2 separate regions of the Mus musculus genome follow, and region 1 is linked to region 2. Evidence: chromatin contacts called from public HiChIP or PLAC-seq data. All regions are on one chromosome and are shown on one strand. Each heading gives the region's core, a stretch centred on a gene start, on an enhancer-like site or on the middle of the called end of the contact. The rest is flanking DNA. Distances are from core to core; before and after follow the strand shown. Region 1 has its middle 38 kb from the start of Unc5cl. Region 2 holds the start of Unc5cl (unc-5 family C-terminal like).

Region 1 (5,157 bases), core at 794-3,293, 39 kb before region 2:
CAGAATCAAGGGGGTGAGGAACCGGGAGTGGCAAGAGAATAAGGGGGAGGGAAAAGTCTATGGATTTTAGGCAAAAGAGTTGTAAAAATTTTCCTTTGCAAAAGCCAGTAAGTAGACATTTAGAATTATTGGTTTGTAGATAATGGGGCCAAATTTAGCCTGTGAATTAGACAGGGAGGCATGGAGGTAAAGACATTTGTTCTGGGTGAGAGTAGGAGCTAGAGACTTGCCTGTTCTGGCATCCCAAGGAAAAATTCAATAACTAGAAACAGCAGCAGCTGGACCAGATTATCATGTTATCCATCGTGTGATTAAAATGTGGCTGAGTTCACAGTTTTTGGTTTTGCAGCAGTGAGAAAAAGGAACCAACTCAGAAAAGAGGGAAAGTTCTCACCCAAGGGGAAAATGTCCTTCAGTGGGAAGGCCAGTCGTGAAGACGGTGAATGACTCTGTCCTCATGGATTCTAGGGTGGCTGCAAGCTCAATGGCCCTCCCCTGGGACCAGGGGACATTGACACTGACTAGTGGGGGGAGGGAGCTTACCAATTCGCCAGTGTTTGGTGTTTGGATGGATGAGTCTAGAGAGTGATCCGATGGCTGGAAAGTCCATGAGGCAGCGGGAGATGTGAATCTTCAAGTTTCTACTCCAAGTCTCACAGCACCAATGATGTGTTTTATTAAAAAGGAGGCAAAGACATGTTTGGTAGAGCGTGGTATGGTGTGATGGGAGGGGGTACCTCTGTGGGCCCATGCTGAGGCATCCCCCCGCCAAGGTACCACCCATATGACAGGTTTAGTATAGAATAGTTTATCTGGGGCATGGGAGAGAAGTTGAGAATAGAGAAGAGAAAAAGATAGGCAGAGAGGTGGGGAGGGGAATTGAGAAGGGAGGAGAGAGAGAGAGAGAGAGAGAGAGAGAGAGAAGAGAAGAGAAGAGAAGAGAAGAGAAGAGAAGAGAAGAGAAGAGAAGAGAAGAGAAGAGACTGGCCAGGAACACATGTTGAGGGGGGGGGGAGGATAGAAAGAGGTCAGGGAGAGAAGAGAGTCAGAATAAGAGAGTTAGGAGGGAGCAAACAGTCCCTTTTATAAGTAAGCCAGGCCTACCTGGCTATTGCCAGATAACTGCTGGTTAGAGTCCAGAAGGAATACTAACACCACCCACTAATAAAACCAACAAATAGCAATGCCTCAAAGCCAGATGTGGTGGTACATGCTATACCTCTCAACCTTAGGGTCAGGAGGACAGGGAAGGAAAAGAGGAAGGAAGGAAGAAAGGACAAAGAGAGACAGGGGAGGAAGAGAGGGAGGAAAGGAAGGAGGGAGGAAGAAGAAAGAAGAAAGTAGAGGGAAGGAGGCACAGAGGAAGGGAGGGATGGAAAGAGGGGGGAAGCAGTAGTACTCCAAACACTCACAACAGGATCTTGGCTATGTGTGTGTGTGTGTGTGTGTGTGTGTGTGTATCATTCTCTGTGACAGGAATTAGGGTTCCTCAGAGATGTACCCTATTAATCCATCCACAGAGCAGAGAAAGTACAAGCCTGGAACATCAAGTTTCCGGGAAAACCCAAACAGTGCTCAAATACTAGTGGTGAGCTGGCAGGGGACCCAAGGCCAACCTGAGAGGCCAGTCCCAGACTGTGAGCACTAATGCTTGTCATGAGCTAAGACCCTGAATTGTACAGCCTCCTGGAGCGCTCGAGGACTCGCAGAAGGTGGGCGGTCCTCTTTACAGGAGAACAGATGCTCCAGGGGCGGGGGTGGGGCGGCGGGAGGGCAAGAAATGTTAGAATTGAAAATTAGCTTTTTACAGGCATTTCCCCCATGAGGGTCAGCAGTGTACCTGTTACCACCTGGTGCACGAGGGCTCAGGCACTCGCCCAATCTAAAGCTCCCCCCCTCCCCCTCCCCCTCCCTCTCCCCCTCCCTCTCCCCCTCAGGATCCTTATTAACAAGAGAGGGGTAAATGTCTGATGGATAGCTATGGCGGACACGGATTAACCAGATGCTCACACAGCCTCTAATAGCAGAATCACCTGACACAATAAAGTACCCCGGCACTGGAAGGGAGGGTGTGGCCTGCCCGAGAGTTGTTCTCACCAAAGCACTTCATCTCCAGCACAATCAGGAAATGGGTGTGGAGGTCTAGGTTGGATGGCCTGCAAGAGACCAGTGACACAGAGGGCTTTCCAAAGAACGGTCAGTGTCCACAAAGTCCAGATCATGTGTCTTTAGCAACTCAGACATGAAAATCTCTCCTCCTCTCCTCTCCTCTCCTCCTCTCTTCCTCTCTTCCTCTCTTCCTCTCTTCCTCTCTTCCTCTCTTCCTCTCTTCCTCTCCTCCTCTCCTCTCCTCTCCTCTCCTCTCCAATCCTCTCCTCTCCTCCTCTCCTCCTCTCCTCTCTCTCTCTCTCTCTCTCTCTCTCTCTCTCTCTCTCTCTCTCTCTCCTCTCTTTCTTTTTCTCTCTGCCTTTCTCTGTCTCTACCCCTCAACTCCCCTTCCCATGCCCTACATAAACTCTATCCCATACTATATCCATCATCCGGCTGGTACCTCAGGGGGAAGGGAAGCCTCAGCCTGGGCCCACAGAGGCACCCCTTCCACCTCACTGTACCGAGATCCTACCAAACCATATCCCGCCCTCTTTTCATTCTTTATAGAACACAACAGAACGGGTCTCTTGTGTCGAAGCAGTCGAACTCGGCGGCGGGGGGGGGGGGGGGGGGGGGTCAGGAAGCTCCCTCTCTGCTCTCTTATGGACTGTGCTCGGTTGTCATGATCCAGAGTGTGCAATCAGACACCGAGGCTCAGACCCCAGCAGTACCCATTGTTGATGTTACAGCTTTGGGGAACCCCTTCAGCCTCCCTATGTCCGTGAGGCGGGTGAGGTAGCTGTCTCAAGAGCTACCTTCCGGCTTCCATGAGGTGCTGATCCTCATAGAGTGCTTAACCTGATTCCCAGCACTGGAGAAGTCTCTGTAAATGTTTAATACCATCATGCATATTTCAGGGACTCCCGCAGCCTGCCTCCTCCACCAGCTTGTCTCGGAGTCTGCCCAGGTTCCTGGGGTTCATCGGTGCTCTGGGTGTGAGTCGGGGTAGACCAACAGACTCAGATCGTTTGTCTGAAGAGAACACCTACCCTACTTCTAGACAAACATCTGGAGAATTTCCTCAGAGAGAAAAGACTAGAGAACATAAAACCCTGGCAGCCTAACTCCTCCTCTGGATGAGAGAACTATGCCCCAAGGATAAATCTCACCCTTCCTGAACTCTACAACTGTTCTGAGTTTTAATCCTACAGGCAAACTTGGCAGGTAGGTAAAGAGCACAAACTCCACAGAGTGCAAAATACAAGTAACTTTCAAAACCTTACACCTTCCTCAAACTTGGCTTCTAGGCTTTTCATACAACTATGCTTACATGCATGCAAAATGATGTCCACAGAATTTATTCATTACGGTGAAGAGCAGAACACAACCTAAATTTCCACTCACTTGTTCGATAAGTGATGGTCTGTCCTATAGTACAATATTACGCAACACTAAAAGCACGAGACCTTCTAGGCTGGGCTGGCAAATGGCTCGGATGATTACCGATAAGCTGACAACCTGAGTTTGATCCTCAGGGCCTGGCTTAATCAATGTTCTACTGCGTGAAAGAGTAATAATGACCAAGAAAAGAAACCCTTATAAGGGAAAGCTTAACTGGGGCTGGCTTACAGTTTCCGAGGTTTAGTCTATGATCAGCATGGCAGGAAACATGTATCAGGCAGGCCGAGGTAGTGTAGGGATAAAAAAGAGCTGAGAGTTCTGCAGCTGGGGCGGGAAGAGAGGGACACTGGGCCTGCCTGGCTTGGGCTTCTGAAACCTCAACGCCTACCCCCAGTGGCTCACCTACTCCAACAAGGCCATAGTTACTAATCCCTTCAAATGGTGCCACTCCCTAGTGACCAAGCCTTCAAATCTATGAGCCTATGGGAACCCTTCTTATTCAGACCACCCAGGACCCAGGCAACAGAAAGAGAACCGGCTCCCACAAATTGTTCTCTGGCATCCACACACGTGTTCTGACACATGAGCCGAGCGCTCACTGTCACACTGACACACACACAAAATAAATGTTTTTTAAAATCTGGGCTCGGTGGCAGGGCACCCACTCAGCACACACAAGAGCCTAGGGTCAATTCCCAGCACTGTAGCAGAGAGGAAATCTGTGAGCATCATGGAAAGTTCTAGTTTGTTCTCTACTGCTGTGATAAATACCCTGACCAAAGCAACTTGAAAGAGGAAAGGGCTTATTTGGCTCAGAGCTTTGTTGTTGGGGAAGAGTACGTAAGGCAGAGACCTGGAGGTGGGAGCTGAAGCTGAGGCCATGGGAGCACTGCCTGCTGGCTGGCTTGCCTGCCTGCTCACCTACCTTCTTACAAAGCCCAGGCTCACCTGACTGAGGATGGCCTCGCTCCAGGGCTTGGGCCTCCTTTGTCAGTTCACAAGAGGACTCCATCAGACATCTGCTGAGCCCAATGCTTCAACTGCGGCTCCCTCTTCCCGGGTGTGTCAAGTTGACAAAAGTACACCAGCACACGAATCCACTACTAAGTGAGACCCTGCACTATACAAGATGAAGAAGGGGAAACCGAGGAATAGCCGGGTGGATTACTCCCGCATCTCTTTAATATGCGTAAAGTAACTTGGAAAGAAAGCTCCAGAAAACCTAGTGTCTCTTAGGAAGAGGACCAACAAGTCAAAAGACAAGATTATCCCTGACACCCCTCTTATGCACCCTAAATCTTTAATGATGGGCGTTATGTGAACTTAAGAGCACTAGCACTGGAGTTAGGCCCGGTTCAAAGCCTGAGTGGCCTGGTCTCCTCACCACCCACCGACCAGCCATTTAATCTCCCTAAGCCCCTGCTTCTTCCTGTGAATGACAATGGAGCCTTGGAGAGACATCTGAAAAACACAAGGAGCCAGGTCGCCACCAAAAGGTTTACCTTTGCATGAATGCAAGCTGAGTCTGAATTTGTCTCTTCCTCTATTTCAGGGATGACTGGAGTCAAGGATGGGGTCTGGCGGTGGGCAGAAAACAAAAACTGTGGGAAGCCACATGTGCCTTTGCAGAGTGGCACTGACTACTGCTGGCCACCACGCATAAGT
Region 2 (5,111 bases), core at 1,449-3,948:
CCCTTCCTCTCCACCAGTCACCCGATGCTAAGCTCACACTTATTCCCCCCTGGAGACCTAAAAAACTTCTCCCCTTTCCCGGTCCCTTCCCAACAGGGGTAGACGTTCCTCTGCGTCATCACCATGGAGGACCCGGGAGGGACCTGTTTCCTCTGCATCCTCACTGAAGATGTATACAGGAGATGGGACTTTGCTCACTTTATCTTGAAATACAACTTAGAAGGCCAGAGCCTCAACCTTCTCCAGCCGGACCATCTGCAAGGCCGCAGGCGAATGAAGCAAGCCGCCAGCGGTTGGAGGCCAGCTTAGTTAAGGAGGCAAGCTCTCCCTTAATCCTCATGTCCTTCACCACTTTCACTATTAACAATAGTTACAACTATGGAAATTGTAATAGTAACGGCTTGGCTCACGTCATCCTCACATGGGCCTCTGAGCTGGTGCCATTTGTGTCTTCGTTGCCCAGATAAGGAAGCTGAGCAGTTTTTGCCTGCTGCAAGGGATGAGGGAGAGTTGCTAAGGAACACCAGCAGATGAACAGGAGTGGTGGGTTTAGAGACACACACACACACACACACACACACACACACACACACCGCCAGTAACCCCACTCCTTCTTTGTTTCTAGGTCTCTTCGTTCCCACTCTGAGAGAGAATGACGTTGTGAGGGAAGAACAGAAGTGGAGAAAGATGGTTCTGCTTTGGGATACCAGCACTAGGGAGGCCGAGGCAGGAGGATTACGAGTTTAAGGACACATAATGAGTTTGTGTCTCAAAGGAAAGCAGGAAGGCAGGCAGGAGGGAAGGAAGGAAGAGGGGAGGGAGGATGGGAAGGAGGAAGGAAAGGAAGGAAGGAAGGAAGGAAGGAAGGAAGGAAGGAAGAAAAGAGAGATAAAAAGAAAGAGGCTAGAGATGGCTTTGTGGTTAGAGCACTGGCTGCTCTTTCAGAACACATGAGTTTGATTCTGAACATACACACGGGGGCCCATGGCCATCTGTAACTCCAGTCACAAATGATCTGACACCTTCTTCTGGCCTATGTGCATACGATATAATCACTCAGGCAAAGCACTCATGCACATAAAATAAAAATAAATAAGTAAAAACAAGAAAGCAGAAAATAAAAGGAGGAGGGGGAAGACATGGAGGAGGACAGAAGGAGAAAGAAGAAGAGGAAAAGAAATGGTGGAAAGGAAGGGGAGAAGGAAGAGGAAGGGGAACTAGAAGGAACTAAATGGAATAAAGGCATCTCTGGGTCCCATGTAAGTGATGGCATTAGTGTCTGCCCACTAAGGTTCCAGTGGCAGGGAGGGGCAGATACAAGGGAATGAAATGGGAGGAACTACTCTGTTACTATAACAACAGCCTTCTGGGGCCTCTAAAGACCAGAGTCCAAATCCCCTCCAGCCCATTGGGCCATGTCCCCTTGCCCAGCTGCCTCACCTGGAAAGTTGGTGTATACCACTCCCACAGTCCCCCGGGCCTCTCAAGGGAGCCTGCTCATTTCTCTGTCCTAAAGCAGGTTAACTCCTCCCCAGCTCAAGCCTGGGGTCCAACTGATCACTCCTCCAGACTTTCTTAGCTCTCACCCCATCCCCCGCTCTGATCCCATGAAGGGAAAGGAGCCAAAGTTTAGGTAGGAGACAAGTCCACAGCACTACAAATTCCCTGGCTTCTCCAAATCCATGCAGGACTCCTCAGAACCCAGTTCTTCCAACTTGTCTGTCTGCAGAGTCCAGAGCATTCTGGGTAGCATGTCCCCTAAACAAGGGACATTAGAATTCTGCCGTCACCTGCCTTCAGAACAAAGATTCAGACTCTTGCTGCAAAGATCTGTTTATATTTGTGCACATTCAACCCTCCCTACCTTCCTGTTTCCCACCACACCTCCTGATGGAGTTCCAAGTGCTTTTCAAAGACAGTAGTAAGTAGAAGCCTGATCTGGGCTTGGTGGCACAAGCCAGTAATGCTCCCTACCTGGGAGGCTGAAGGAGGAGGATCACAAGTTCAAAGCCTGCCTGAACATAGCAAGGGAATTCAAGACCATCCTGGGCAATGCTGTAAGAGCCTGTCTTGAAAAGTAAAGGCCCAGCATGGTGGATCACACTTTTAATCTCAGCACCTGAGAGGCAGAGGCAGGAGGATCTCTATGAGTTTGAAGCCAGCCTGTTCTACATAGTGAGTTCCAGGCCAGCCAGATCTACATAGTGAGACCCTGTCTCAAACAAACAAACAAACAAACAGAAATGTAAAGTCAAACGAGGACTGAGAATGTAGCCCAGTGGTAGAACACTTGTACACCCAAGTCTCTAGGTTCAACCCCCAGTACTAGGAAACATATACATACACACACACACACACACACACACACACACACACACACACACGGCAGAATGAATGGAAGCCACATACAGTTCCTGAGCACTCTTCATTGAGCACATTATACATTTTCACCAAACACAGTACCATCCTCCTGCTCCTGACACCCGTCAGCATTGGCCCTTCCTCAAGACCCCCTTCCTTCTCTCCCTGTGCCATCCTACAAGGTGGCAGACCTGGCTCATCCCTAGCTCTTCCCTGGACCCCGCAGCATGCCCATTCCCTTCCTGCGGCCCCAGATGATACTTGCCTTAATGTCGGCTTGCCACCCACTAGGCCCGTCCAGAAGCAATAGTTCCCTCTCTAAGAAACAGAGAGGTCTGCCAGACCAGTCTCCAGGCCAGTAGACAAGTACACTTGGGCGGGGAATCCAGGTAGGTGTGGCCTGCCATTTCCCCACAGAGTCGGGGCTTACAGTCACGCTGGAGGGGGTGGGGCGGGGAAGCGGAGAAGCGTAGAGTGTCTTTGTCTATTGGCCAATTCCAGGTGAAGCTCGGGAGTAGCAGAAGATGCCAGAAGTCAGTTCTCTTCCAGAGCAGGTCTGGGAGGAAGAAGGAAGGCAGGCAGCTTCGGTGCAGATCTTGCGTCTAGAAACCCTCTTGTCACAGTGCCCTCTGCTTATGAGCGGCTGTCCCTACAAAAGGCAGTATGGCGGAAGACTAGGGAACAGAACCACCTTCGCCAGGACCCACCTGGTAATCTTGTTCAAATGCAGCCTCTGATTCCACAGGGCCTGGGCCAGAGACAGCGGCTCAAAGAAACTTCCTGGTGACAGTGTAGCTGGTCTAGGCACTCTGGGTCTCTGTAGTCCTTCCTGCATGGGGAGATCACACAGGTACAGAGTGTGAAGAACTCACATATCTGCTCCCTGCCCCTCCGGATTGGCGGGATGCTGCCCTTGGGGGTGGGACACTGCCCTTGGTAACGAGTTGGAATTAGAGCTGTCACTCAGCCCGCTGGTGGGTGCTGAGGGGGGAGTTACCCACCTGATTTCTGCTGGCTGAGTACAGTCTGACTCTTCAGCACCCAGCCATCTTTCCATGGGCTTTTGCCTTGACTCCTTATCTTGCCTTTGTGAGGAGCGCTTCAGTAAACATGGGAATGCAGAAAAGAAAGAAATCCTGGGAAGAGTGCGAAGCTAGGGGTTGGGTGGCAGGATACTGATCAGTGGATTCTAGTTTGATAGAAAGACTAAGTCCTGGTGCTCTGCGAGACTGCCCGTACAACAACATGCCCATAGTTAACGATGGTGTACCTTGCATTTTGAAATAGTTAGAAAACAAGATTTTGACCGTTCTCACAGTTTCAATGATAATGTTTGAGGAAATTGATATACTAATTACTTTGATTTGATCATTACAAAGTGGATCCACTTATCAAGACATCTTGCATTATACTCAACAATGCGATGTAATTACTCAGCAATCAAAAATAAAGTGCAATTTTTATTATATTTTTTCATTTTTATTTATGTGTCTGTGTGAGTGCATGTCATCTGCACACGGGAGCCAGCAGAGACCAGAAGAGGGCGTCAGATCCCCTGCAGCTGGAGTTCCAGGCAGCTGTAAGGCACTTACTTGATGTGGGAACTGAATTCAGACCTTCTGCAAGATCCACAAGCATGCTTAACTGTGTACGTAACTACTGAATCGTCTCTCCAGACACTAACTAAAACTTAAAAGGATGTTGGGGCAGGCCTGCGGCTCTCATGTCCGGGTTTCAGCCTGGAAGGCATCTTGGAACTGGAAGAGAAGAGGGAATCTAGGCGGGTAGAGAAATAATGGAACCAAGACAACTAGTCTGCTCAAGGTTCAAATTTTTAATGGCGGACACGCTTTATAAAGGAGAGGGGAAGCCCATTCCCACTAAATCATCCTTAGAGCTCAGCTGCAGGTGACCACGTGTAGTCTCTGGAATAGCTAGGCCGACTCCCAGCAGGTAGCAGCAACTGCAGTGGCAGAAAAATAAGAGTGATCCAGGGAGGCAGGCTCCACCCTAGGTGATCTCCTTAGTGGTAACAAAGTCAAGGTCTGGCTCAGCCTGCTTCAGGCTTGTGGGAGGCTACACAAGGAGAGAGGAGAAAAGAAAGGAAGGAAGGAAGGAAAGAAGGAAGGAAGGAAGAAAGGAAGGAAGAGAGGGAGGGAGGGAGGGAGGGAGGGAGGGAAGGAAGGAAGGAAGGAAGGAAGGAAGGGAAGGAAAGATAGAAAGAAAGAAAGAAAGAAAGAAAGAAAGAAAGAAAGAAAGAAAGAAAGAAAGAAAGGAAGGAAGGAAGAGAGGGAGGGAGGGAGGGAAGGAGGGAGGAAGAAAGGAAAGAAGGAAGGGAAAAAGGAAAGAAAAATAGAAAGAAAGGAAGGAAGGAAGGAAGGAAGGAAGGAAGAAAGAAAGAAAGAAAGAAAGAAAGAAAGAAAGTTAGTTAGTTAGTTAGTTAGTTTGGGCTGGAAAGATAGCTTAGTCAAAAAGTGTTTGTGTTGTAAGCCCAAGGACCTGAACTCAGTGACCAGAATCCACCTAAAACTGTCTTTCCAATCCTAGAGCTGGGGAGGCAGAACCCAGGGTTGTCCTCTGGCCTCCACGAGCACATGACACATCCCTCATCCACATCCACACGTGTGTACCCACACCATATGCACACACACGTGCACATACACACACACACACACACAAGAAAATATAAAAGCAGCTTTGTCCTCTTTCCTGTTTTAGTTAATTATTCTCTGGCCTCTTGTCCCTCTCTG

The links. HiChIP or PLAC-seq counts read pairs in DNA pulled down with a chosen protein or histone mark.
Region 1: a contact with region 2 is called in an H3K27ac HiChIP or PLAC-seq map of embryonic stem cells, with 5 read pairs. The contact joins the enhancer-like site here to the promoter of Unc5cl in region 2. A contact is called at or near these places in 1 of 39 promoter capture datasets (macrophages), 3 of 484 Hi-C or Micro-C datasets (embryonic stem cells, stem cell-derived neural progenitor cells and uterus), 2 of 115 datasets of contacts at active chromatin or transcription factors (both in embryonic stem cells) and 4 of 9 other capture datasets (adipose tissue, embryonic stem cells, liver and 1 more).

What each region holds. Positions count from the first base shown.
Region 1 is chr17:48,490,672-48,495,828 of GRCm38.p6, reverse strand. It overlaps a transcript of Unc5cl not described here. Among named protein-coding and RNA genes, the nearest start is that of Unc5cl, 38 kb to the right of the region's middle. Within about 2 kb of position 2,043, at least 6 of the 459 cell types and tissues checked have an H3K27ac peak or open chromatin away from gene starts, as enhancers often do. A contact at or near this core is called in embryonic stem cells, where this site is marked.
Region 2 is chr17:48,452,488-48,457,598 of GRCm38.p6, reverse strand. It overlaps Unc5cl (unc-5 family C-terminal like), which reads right to left and starts at 2,698. Exons shown (of 9, transcript NM_152823.4): 1 at 2,627-2,698.